Regions from separate parts of the Sander lucioperca genome. Here region 2 is linked to region 1. A link is a contact called in public Hi-C data. All regions are on one chromosome and are shown on one strand. The core of a region is the stretch at or near the end of the contact, and the rest is flanking DNA. Distances in the headings are between cores, read along the strand shown. Region 1 holds the start of LOC116044677. Region 2 holds the start of LOC116044659 (zona pellucida sperm-binding protein 3-like).

What was found. Hi-C and Micro-C count contacts between places; a contact is called where the count stands out from the background.
Region 2: a Hi-C map of liver shows a contact between it and region 1, with 5 times the contacts expected there. The contact joins the promoter of LOC116044659 here to the promoter of LOC116044677 in region 1. A contact is called at or near these places in 2 of 2 Hi-C or Micro-C datasets (liver and muscle).

Annotation. Positions count from the first base shown.
Region 1 is chr24:9,359,578-9,364,664 of SLUC_FBN_1.2, forward strand. LOC116044677 reads left to right here and starts at 2,414. Exons shown (of 4, transcript XM_031292088.1): 1 at 2,414-2,516; 2 at 2,798-2,925; 3 at 3,879-4,760; 4 at 4,890-5,087. The coding sequence starts at 2,888.
Region 2 is chr24:9,631,927-9,637,013 of SLUC_FBN_1.2, forward strand. It overlaps LOC116044659 (zona pellucida sperm-binding protein 3-like), which reads left to right and starts at 2,762. Exons shown (of 11, transcript XM_031292063.2): 1 at 2,762-3,228; 2 at 3,305-3,410; 3 at 3,840-3,958; 4 at 4,042-4,160; 5 at 4,571-4,674. The coding sequence starts at 2,845.

The DNA.
Region 1 (5,087 bases), core at 1,164-3,663:
TGTTATTTACTGTAGATATTTGAAAGTATGATGCTACATCACATATTTTGAACGGCTGTATTCATGCCACAGCTTCACCCTCACTAACTGTATGTATGTTTCTGCCAGACGTACATCTGCCAGAGCCAACCCACAGTTACAATCACACACAGAAGTTCCTGGTAGAAAATGTGATGGGTTTAGATTCTAAACCAAGCACATTTTCTTCCAGGAAACTAAACTTTAGACATTTGGTCTAGACTCTTCCTTTGACCCACATGCTGCAGGGGAATTCTCCATTCAGGAAGTTTCAACCTGTTTCATCATTGTGGTACTTGAGTGAAAGGACCACCTACAGTTTTCGTGCTGAGTTAAGGCACCCTCGACTGACAGTTTCTGTGAGCGGATAAGAAAGAATGGGATACTCTTATTTTTTGATACGTTATGAATGTAACCCAAAGCTTTTAAACAGGTAACTAACTTCTCAGCACATGGGGTTGACGACCTCCAGCTTAAGAAATGTTTGAAAGAGCTTTCCACTTTGAAAGACTTTCCACTTGGCCTATTGAGCTTAACATTGTATTTCTCCTAGTTTGAGCTTGAACTATCCAACCCTGGCAGCCCACGGAGAGTAGTTCAGCCAACTTCTCCTGCTGTGACGCGAGCAGCGCACAGGGGATAAGATCTCCTGTCAAAGTGCTCTTGATAAACACAAAAGGGGGCTACCTCCACTGCTGGTGAACTGCACCCTCGCCACAGTAGTCCTCTACGTGGACAGGCAGCGAGGCTGAGGGGAAAGGGGGGGGTGGGCTTGGAAGCCAGAAGGTGAGTGAGAAGTGGTAGAGAAAGACAGAGAGGAGAGGGAGAGTGTGTATGTGTGTGTGTGTGTGTGTGTGTGTGTGTGTGTGCAAGATAACACAGGCTAGAGAAACCAGTGTGTGGGTGAATCTGTCACAGATACACAGGCAGATAGGCTGAGGCAGAGAGGTATTGTTAGAGAAGATGCAGAGCCCCAAACTACACACTTCAGGCACAATGGACTGGAAAAGTAGCAGCGCCTTTTTCCTGTACGCCATACACACACACACACACACACACACACACACACACACACACACATGCAAGTATATTGCTTTGACCACTAGAGGCAGTCTCACATCATAGCAAAACCTGTGGCTCCCTGAGGCAAGTGATATGCAGAGAATCAGAACATTCATGTAAAAAAGTGGGTTATTGTGTATATTGTGCGCTCAGACGTTACAGTAGAAGGAAATATGAACTTGAAAGAAAGCACTTTAGGGTGACTGCTATGCTGCACCACAGACCATGGTATATCAATGCTGAATAAAGTCAGTGATTTATGAACTGGAAAACAAGCAACACCTTTCTCTTGCATGGAATAAAGGTGGACTAAAGGAAGTGTAAAGAGCAATGGGAGCAATATGTGTTTGACCTAAGGAAAATAATTTCTGAAAACGCATGGTTTTGATGGAGAACAAGAGAACTTATTATATATATATAACTTATTTTGTCCTAAGAATAATATTTTATTCAATTCATAAAACACTCTTAGAACAAGAATGCCACACATGTTCAAGAAAGTTCAAAATAAGTCACAAAAATGCAGGATTATCTCATCAAAAGACACAAAATAAACACTATTATTGACGCCACTGAAGAATAAGCACTAAGCTGAGAACTTGAGCCATTTGAGGCTAAACAGTCTCCTGTTGCCAACTTCTTACAGTCACAGATTTGTGGATGTGGGGGTTGACACCACCACCAGTGATGGAGTCTTTGATGAGTGAATCTAGCTCCTCATGTCCTCTAATGGCCTGCTGCAAATGTCGTGAGGGTGTTGGGTTTGACCTTCAGGTACTTTAATGCGACTTCTGCCAAATCCTCAACACCTAGAGTGAGCTGCAGTGACTTGAACACAACCATGGCTGCTTCTGGACATCATGGGTCTGTTGATTGTAACCACTAAACTGCATCCTCACTCTCAGTGAGTGTGGAATAGGTAAATAAAAATGTTTGTTGGGTCTGAAGACCATGGAGTCAGCTATACCAAAAAGAGGTAAAAAAAAGAGGTACTATTTATATATTATTTTCTAATTTTACATATACATATTATACATATTTTATATGTACATTAAAATATCAGTGAAGCAACCTGAATACAATCTTACAACAGCCCTGAAGATGAAGCTTAAAATGTTTTGCTGAGCAATGTGTTTTGTATGGCTATTAAAGAACATTAAATATGTTGCATTTTACTGTATGTGTTTTTGTTTGAACTTGAACATTTAAAAAACACAGAACCAAACATCACTGTGTTCTGGAGTACATTGCACTCTGAAACAAGATGGAAGTTCCATCACAGAATGTATGTCACAGAAGTGATTTTTTTCTTATCAATGCACCACAACTGAAAGACACTATATTTGTACTTGAAACATTGATCATTTTACAAAACCCAGAGATATTTCAAGAAAACTGCAGGCTGCTGGCAACACTGATTGAAAAAAGTCATTGAAGTAAGGCTTTATGGATCTTTAATTCATTTACAAAACAGCTCAATTGACATCTGATCTATGATTAGATTTCATATAAATAGATGTTGTTTAACATTGCAGTTTGAGTAGTTTGATAAAACTGTGTTACTTTTCTGACAATACTTTCTGTAATGTTATCAGATTGTCAAATCAAAAGCCACCATGGAGCTTTGGTCTGACCAATGCCTAAACAAGGCAAATAATGTGCTTGACATCATTCGTAATGAACAAATAAACCAACAAAAATGTTACCTTTTTTTAAGGCAAATGGCCATCACTGACACAGTTTGGTAGAGCTCCCACATCAAGAGCCCCTACAAGATCTAAGAGCCTATGCATTGCATGTCAATAAAATGCACCGTAGCAGAGCTCCTTATTATAAAACTGACAGGTAAGTCCTGCATTACACTTCAAATAATTTCAAATATACAGTTTTTTCAGTTGCTAACAAGCGTTTACCTATACTTAAAACTAAATCTTTGATGTTTATGGAAAAAAAATCACAACATTTAGAGGTCACTGTAGATTTAGTGTGAAAAATGTCTGAATTTTATCTCAAATAGTCCTCATCTATGCTATTGCAGTCAATGCAACATAGAGCATCTTTAAACATCAGTTTGTCATTTGTTGATCTTTGTCAAAATACATTACAGGCATCTCTAAGTTGTCTTAACGAAGTACAAAAATTCTCTGAATTTTCTAGTGAGAAATAAATTTTTGTAGTTTATGCATGCTTTAGTAGATGTTTCTCAGCATCAACACACCTGTCTTAAACGATCAGCTCATTAGTTGTGTCCTAGCTTAACATGCCACTGTGTAGTCTGGCATTATGCTTTGGGGATTGGAGACATAGGTTTCTTAAAAGGAGCTGTACCTCAACAAATTTGATACTGGTTTTCAGTGCGAGAGGTTATGAGTTCAAATCCCCTACGCACTCACTAATCCTCACTTAAACATTAGGCCTGTTCCTTGGGCATACTCAAAAGATGAGCAGGAATCTCTCTGTTTGGCACTTCTGCAGACAGAATCTTCGTTTATTTGCCCTTTTCTCCTCTTCTCCATCCAACGGCTTTTTCTTTTCCTGCTTAAAATGCTCGGCCCTGACCATTGCTGCGGAGCAGCTATAAGTATGTATTACTATTTCAAACGAATTCTAGGATACATCTATGGGTTTATATGTTTGTGACCTAGGTAATGTAATAACACAAGAATACAGCCTATGAAGTAAACCACGCGTCTTTATTATCATAAAACATACGATAACTAGTTTGTGTAATAATGAGTCCTTTGTTATCTGTTTGCATTGTATGATACTAAAATCAGCTGTTGACACTTTTGTTGCAGAGTGTGCAACTTTCAAGGGACAGCCACTATACCACCTCCATCAATGAAGTACTTCTACCGTGAGTCCTTTGTTGCTGAGGAGGTTCCTCTGCCTCCAAGTCCTCCACCTGATGACGATGTGTCGGGCATGGGAGACGCTCATGAGAGGATTTTGAAAAACATTGGGTTTCATTCTCTGGATGGCGATACTGATCCAAAGCGTCCCAACCTGTTGTCTCATGAAGTTCCACTGCCTCCAAGTCCTCCACCTCCTGAGGATGTGCTTCACACGGGAGACGCTCATGAGAAGAAGTACCCAGATTTTTCTGACAAATGGTTTCCTTCTCTGGATGATATAGGTCTTCATTTGATGCCCCTCAGCCTCCTGGCTCAGATACCACTACCTCCAAGTCCTCCGCCTGCTGACGATGTGTTGGACATGTGGAGCACTGATGAGAAGATATACCCAGATTTAAAAAATGTTGGGTTAGCTTCTCTGGATGACAATACTGATCCGAAGTGTGCCAATCTGTTGCCTCATGAAGTTCTACTGCCTCCAAGCCATACTCTTGTTGAGGATGTGTTGGACATGGGGAACACAGATGAGAAGATGTACCCAGATTTAAAATACATTGTGTTTCCTTGTCTGGATGACGAAGTGGCCTGTCTGATGTCCCAGCCTCTCAGTGTAATGGCTTGTGAGGTTCCACTGCCTCCAAGTCCTCCACCTGTTGACAATGAACGTCATGTGAGACACTTTCTTGAGAAGAAGTACCCAGATTTTTCTGACAGATTTTCTCTGGATGATAAAGGTCTTAATTTGGTGCCTCCACCACAAAGAGCCTATGGCTCGCATGTCAATAAAATGCACCGTAGCATAGATCCTTATGATAAAACTGACAGGTAAGTCTTGCTTTAGACTTGAAATTACTTCAAATATAAGATCTGGAAAGACAATACATTACATATATTATCTAGTCTGTGTAATAATTAGTCATTTGTCAAAATCAACTGTTGACACTTTTGTTGCAGAGTGTGCAACTTTCAAGAGACAGCCACTACACCACCTCCATCAATGAAGTACTTCTACCGTGAGTCCTTTGGTGCTGAGGAGGTTCCTCTGCCTCCAAGTCCTCCACCTGATGACGATGTGTCGGGCATGGGAGACGCTCATGAGAGGATTTTGAAAAACATTGGGTTTCGTTCTCTGGATGGCGATACTGATCCAAA
Region 2 (5,087 bases), core at 1,512-4,011, 270 kb after region 1:
ATGTCTTTAATAACAGTCCATTAGCTCTCTGCGTGTGCGGCTCCTTTGTATATGGGCTGGTATCTAGGCTGTGTGTGTTTGTGCATGCTCCCATATGTGTCCCTGTGAGTGTGCGGAAACAGAACGTGTGTCCTTGTGTGGGGAAGTGTTGGAAATGGCCGCTGATGGGCCGTGAATCAGAGCCCAGCGTGCTGTTATTTCATGTTGCTCCCAACGGGACGGGCCGAGCACCAGCCGGGCTGCTGTCTGTTATCCCTCACCCCCAGGTTCACTGACCCCAAGCATATTTTTCTTCTTTCCCTCCTTTGTTTTTTGTTCCCTCCCCCCCTTCATGCTGCGACTTCTTACTTTTTTCTTCCTTCTCACTCTCACACTTGTTCTCCTGCCTCTCTCACATATTTCATCTTCGACTTCGCCCTCCTGACAGATCCACATATTTGTTCCCTTTTCAAGAAATTGCCAATATACCAAGATAGTTTGAAGCAGTGGCACCAGAACTGATGCCAGCATCTAAAAACGCATGCCAGGACATGTTGGAAGGAGAAAATTTCACTCCCTGTCCCACGCAACATCTATTCACCACCGCCACAGAAAGCTGACAAAACGCATAGAAATGATCTTGAACGCTGCTCGCCCACCACAGCAGCAGGCTATAACTAATCCATCTCCCACTACATGTTTTTAATGAGCCTCCATAACCGTTATCCGTATGGTGCAGTGCAGCACGGGCCAAATCGAGCTGTTTCCATGACTTTGTGCTGTCAGCAAAACCTGACGAGGGACATGTGTGTGTGTACATTTGTGTGTGCTACTGTCACTGAGCATCTGCATCGTCGGTGTGCCATCCTGGTTGACGATTTTCCATCTGGTGGATGTGTGTGTACGAGGATGTGTGTTTTTTGTCTAAACAGAACGGCCTATTTACCTGCATCATCCTGTCTCAAACTACACCATGATTATTGAAAACAGAAGCTGATGGGAGTGGCCGCAGTGTGTGTATGTGAGTGTGTGGAGGTAGAAGCTGCCAGGCCCCTTTCAGAAACCCCCGCGGGGGCCACATTAGGGCCCTCCAGGGACCAAATTAGAGGCAGCTAACCAAGTTAGAGATCAGCAGCAGAGGGAGCCTGACTGGCAGGGATGGACTGATTTCACTCCAGCCTCCTGAACTAACCACGTACACACACACACACACACACACACACACACACACACACACACACAGATCCACCTCCTTTCTTTGTTTTGCCGCTGATCAGCAAAAGATAAAAGCCAGTTCCTGACAATAGCAGCTCGCTGTTGGGGAGTCTGCAGGGAGATCCTGACTTAGAGTGGAGGTATAATGTATTCCTGCAGGTCAGCCTAGATTAGTGTGTCTGTATCAAGAGGAAGTGATTTAAAATAAATTAGCCTTTTGAACAGGAGTTTCTTTAAATGAAATCTTATTATGGTTTTTATCCATATGTTTTTACTGGAAGTAGTTCCACAAATATGGCTGTGGATGACGAGAAATGTCCATTTTAGAGTCTGTTTATATGACTGTCACAAAGATTGATAAGAATAAAAGAATCCAAACTGAACCTAAAAGAAGAAGGTCACCATGTTTTACATTGAATTTGGTGGGAAAGTTCCAAACTCATACTGGTAACTTTCTTTTGTTATTTTATTAAACATTTTTAAGAAATAAGGCTGGTAATATGTTTAATCTATTACCTATCTATCTATCTATCTATCTATCTATCTATCTATCTATCTATCTAACACACTATTGATGTTTTTATGGGATTTGTTGACAACAAAAAATACACTTTACACCAAATACAAATTCTAGTGGAGATCCAAATGTTTGAATTATTTGTATATATATATCAGACTGAATATTGAAAAGAGTATAAAATGATGCACATCACAACTAGAATATTTACATTTTCACCCAATACCAAAACATATTGTAACTTTAGTGCCAGAACAAGCACATTTAGAAAATATATAGTATGACTTTTTTCTAAATTCAAAGAAACGTAAGTGGAATTTTGTGGGGAGAAATTAAGAGTTCAAAGGTTAAACAGGCCCTAAAACGTGTCTCACCATAACAGTGTGATTGACATGCCTGCTTGGCACAGGTTCAAGACCCACCCCCCTGCTTCCTGTCACATTTCCCCCCCCCCACACACACACACACACACACACACACACGGCATTTGATGGTGACATTTGTAAAATCTCACAGAGGATGATCATAAATCTCCGTTTTATGAGCGACTGCTGAACTCTGCAGACTGTTGACCGCATAGCCTTGACATTCAAGACCACTCGGCATGAAAAAAAAAAATGGGGTTCCAAAGCGTTGATTGATTTGTCTCATGGGGGCAGTGAAAGCCACTCACTGTTAGGGTCAGGCTTGTTTCTGTTTATAAAAGTCTTTGTTCATTACCATCGTGACAAGTGGAGATTTAGCAGGCAGTGTTTGCCCTGAAAACATTTAAAGAATGCTCAGTATGTTTAGCTTTTTCCACACTGTACACATGATTATTTAAATTAAATAGTTTAGTTTTTTATCTTTGACATAAAGACAGAGTTGAAACAAACCAAACAGGCTGTTAATTCAACCTTTGGAGTGCACAGCCAAGCAGCTATCCTCTAATCTGCAATTCTATTTGGTGAAAAGGAAGAGAGGAAAGAAATGGTTCAGAGATTGAATCCTCCAGGCTGGAATCCAATCAAGTCATTAGGAGTAGGTGGAGCCCGAGCCAAGCTCACACAACTTAGTTTTGGTCAAAAGAAAAAAAGCAGCAGAGTTCCCTGAAAAAAGCACCCAAAACTCAGGTTTTTGGGTGATAAGTTGTAATGGGGTTCAGAGAGGCGGCTTTGTTAGGGTTTGTGCTTCTCCTTTCAGGTGGAAATCTTTTTGCTGCCACACAAAACTGGCCAAACTTCAGCACCAATGAGAGATCACCACAGACAACAGATCATCAGTCAAACCGAAATGAGCACGACAATCTGGTCCATTCTCCTCTCACCCACCGTCTCAAGACCTACCAGCTTAGAAACCCAGTTGTCAGGAAACCAAAACCAGCCCGGCCTCTTTTGGAGCACACTTTTCAAAACCCGCAGACATCTGAGGCCGTAAAGCTGACCTCAGAGCAGCTGGAGCCAGAGGTAAATGTCCAAAAGTTGTTAAAATTGGTCCAAGGCCCAGATCTGAACCCACCTGTCAAGCCGGAATCAAAGGTATGACTTTTACGCAACCTTTCTGATCTTCCGCACCATTAAAGTTCAGTGTAATTAAACTTGAATGATATTCCAGGTGCTGACGCTGGTGTTTGGGCAGCGGGTGCCTGTGCCAGCCAACAGCGTGGCAGCGCACTGTGAAGAAGGAGGGGTCACCATTGAGGTCAAACAGAACTTCTTAGGTACCGTAATGGCTGCCGGTTACTTGTTTGAGTTGATCCATTGTGGGTTTTTTTGTCCACAGTGGCACCGACACAAGTCCATTTAACATGCTTTCTGCTCTAATGTCTAAGAAAGAAAGGGTTCAGGTTAGAGGCCCGAGTTGGAAAATGGAATGGAACGGTGAAGATGGGACACTCAGTGCTGATTACTGCAAATGGCACAGACTATGGTATCGGTGATCAATATTATGTTTCCTTTTATTTCTTCACTCTGAGAAGGAGCATTCTGGATGCCTGATCAGTGAGCAAATGCTGACTTTCAGTGATGCATTATTTGTCCTGTGGCTGAACCTGCACTTGCTGTGAGTGTTATTGACTGGACCAGGAAGAGAAATGGCCTCAGGTAATGGTCCTGATTTAAGTTGCACCTTTTTCCTCTTTTGTTCCTAGGAAACGGTCAGTTGATCCACCCAAGTGATCTGACCTTAGGGGGTTGTGCTGCACGAACCACCACTCTCCACGTTGTGCAGTTCCAGACGGAGTTACAGGGCTGCGGCAGCACAATGGCGGTGTGTGGCTCTCTGCCTCCTTCAGTGTCCATCCACTCTTGTCTGTTTGAAGTCCCTGTAACGTTTTTTTTTTTTTTCCTCAGCTGACCGAAGAAGCCCTCATCTACTACTTTTCTCTGACGTACTCCCCAACACCCATTGGCAACACCTTTATTTTAAAGACCAACCCTGCTGAGGTGGTAATTGAATGCCACTATCTAAGGTAAAGTCTCATTTAGTATTTCACCCCTCAGTCTGCCAAGTCCAATTCTACAGCAGGGCTAGAATTGGACTTGGCAGACTAAGGGGTGGACCTGCAGATACTCTAGAGTATCTGCAGTATCTGTATCTCTAGAGAAAAAAGTTTTTGGTCTTGCTGAAAAGTCATAACAATTAAATCTAGGCCTTATCATCTCTATTGGTTTTCCTCCAGTAAACCTGCCTTAAATTGCATTCTATGTTAAAAAGATCTGGGTTTGAATTTACCTGGGTGAGCCCTGCAGAAACCATGTTGTTGTTGTTAAATGTACCTACCTGTGTTATGGTCTCCACTCTCTCTCTGAGGCACACATTCTTCATCCTCGATGAGCCTCTCTAGTGAAATGCCCGTCCTTGCTGTGATTGTCCTCACAGGAGGCATGATGTGAGCAGCGGCGCTGTGAGGCCTACCTGGAAGCCGTCTGCCTTCGACATGTTAGCGGAACAGCAGCTACGCTTCTCCCTGCGTCTCATGACAGGTGGGCAACACACATCAAGAAGAAACAACAAACTTTGAGCTGGATGTTCTGCAAGTTAAAACTTGTGATTTGCGCCAGGCGGCTTGGCTAATTTCCCCAGCGACGGGTGTAATTGCAATCACTCAAGGCCTCGCAGACGTTGCTGCGACTGTTAAAAGATGCTAAACAGTGACTTGATAAACAGGAGTGGATCTTTTGATGCATGGTGATGAGCTGAAATTACATGCCTTGTAGGCTGCGGCTGACCTAACAGGGTCACTCGCACAATAAAGTGATCAATAAACAGCTGATTATGCTTTCTAATTAATTCCAACACTGCAGATAGCGACTGCACCACATTGCTGTTTGTTTTGAAAGTTGGCCTAGCATCTCCTGTGATTTATTTATTTATTTTAAAAGTAGCATGGCCTGTA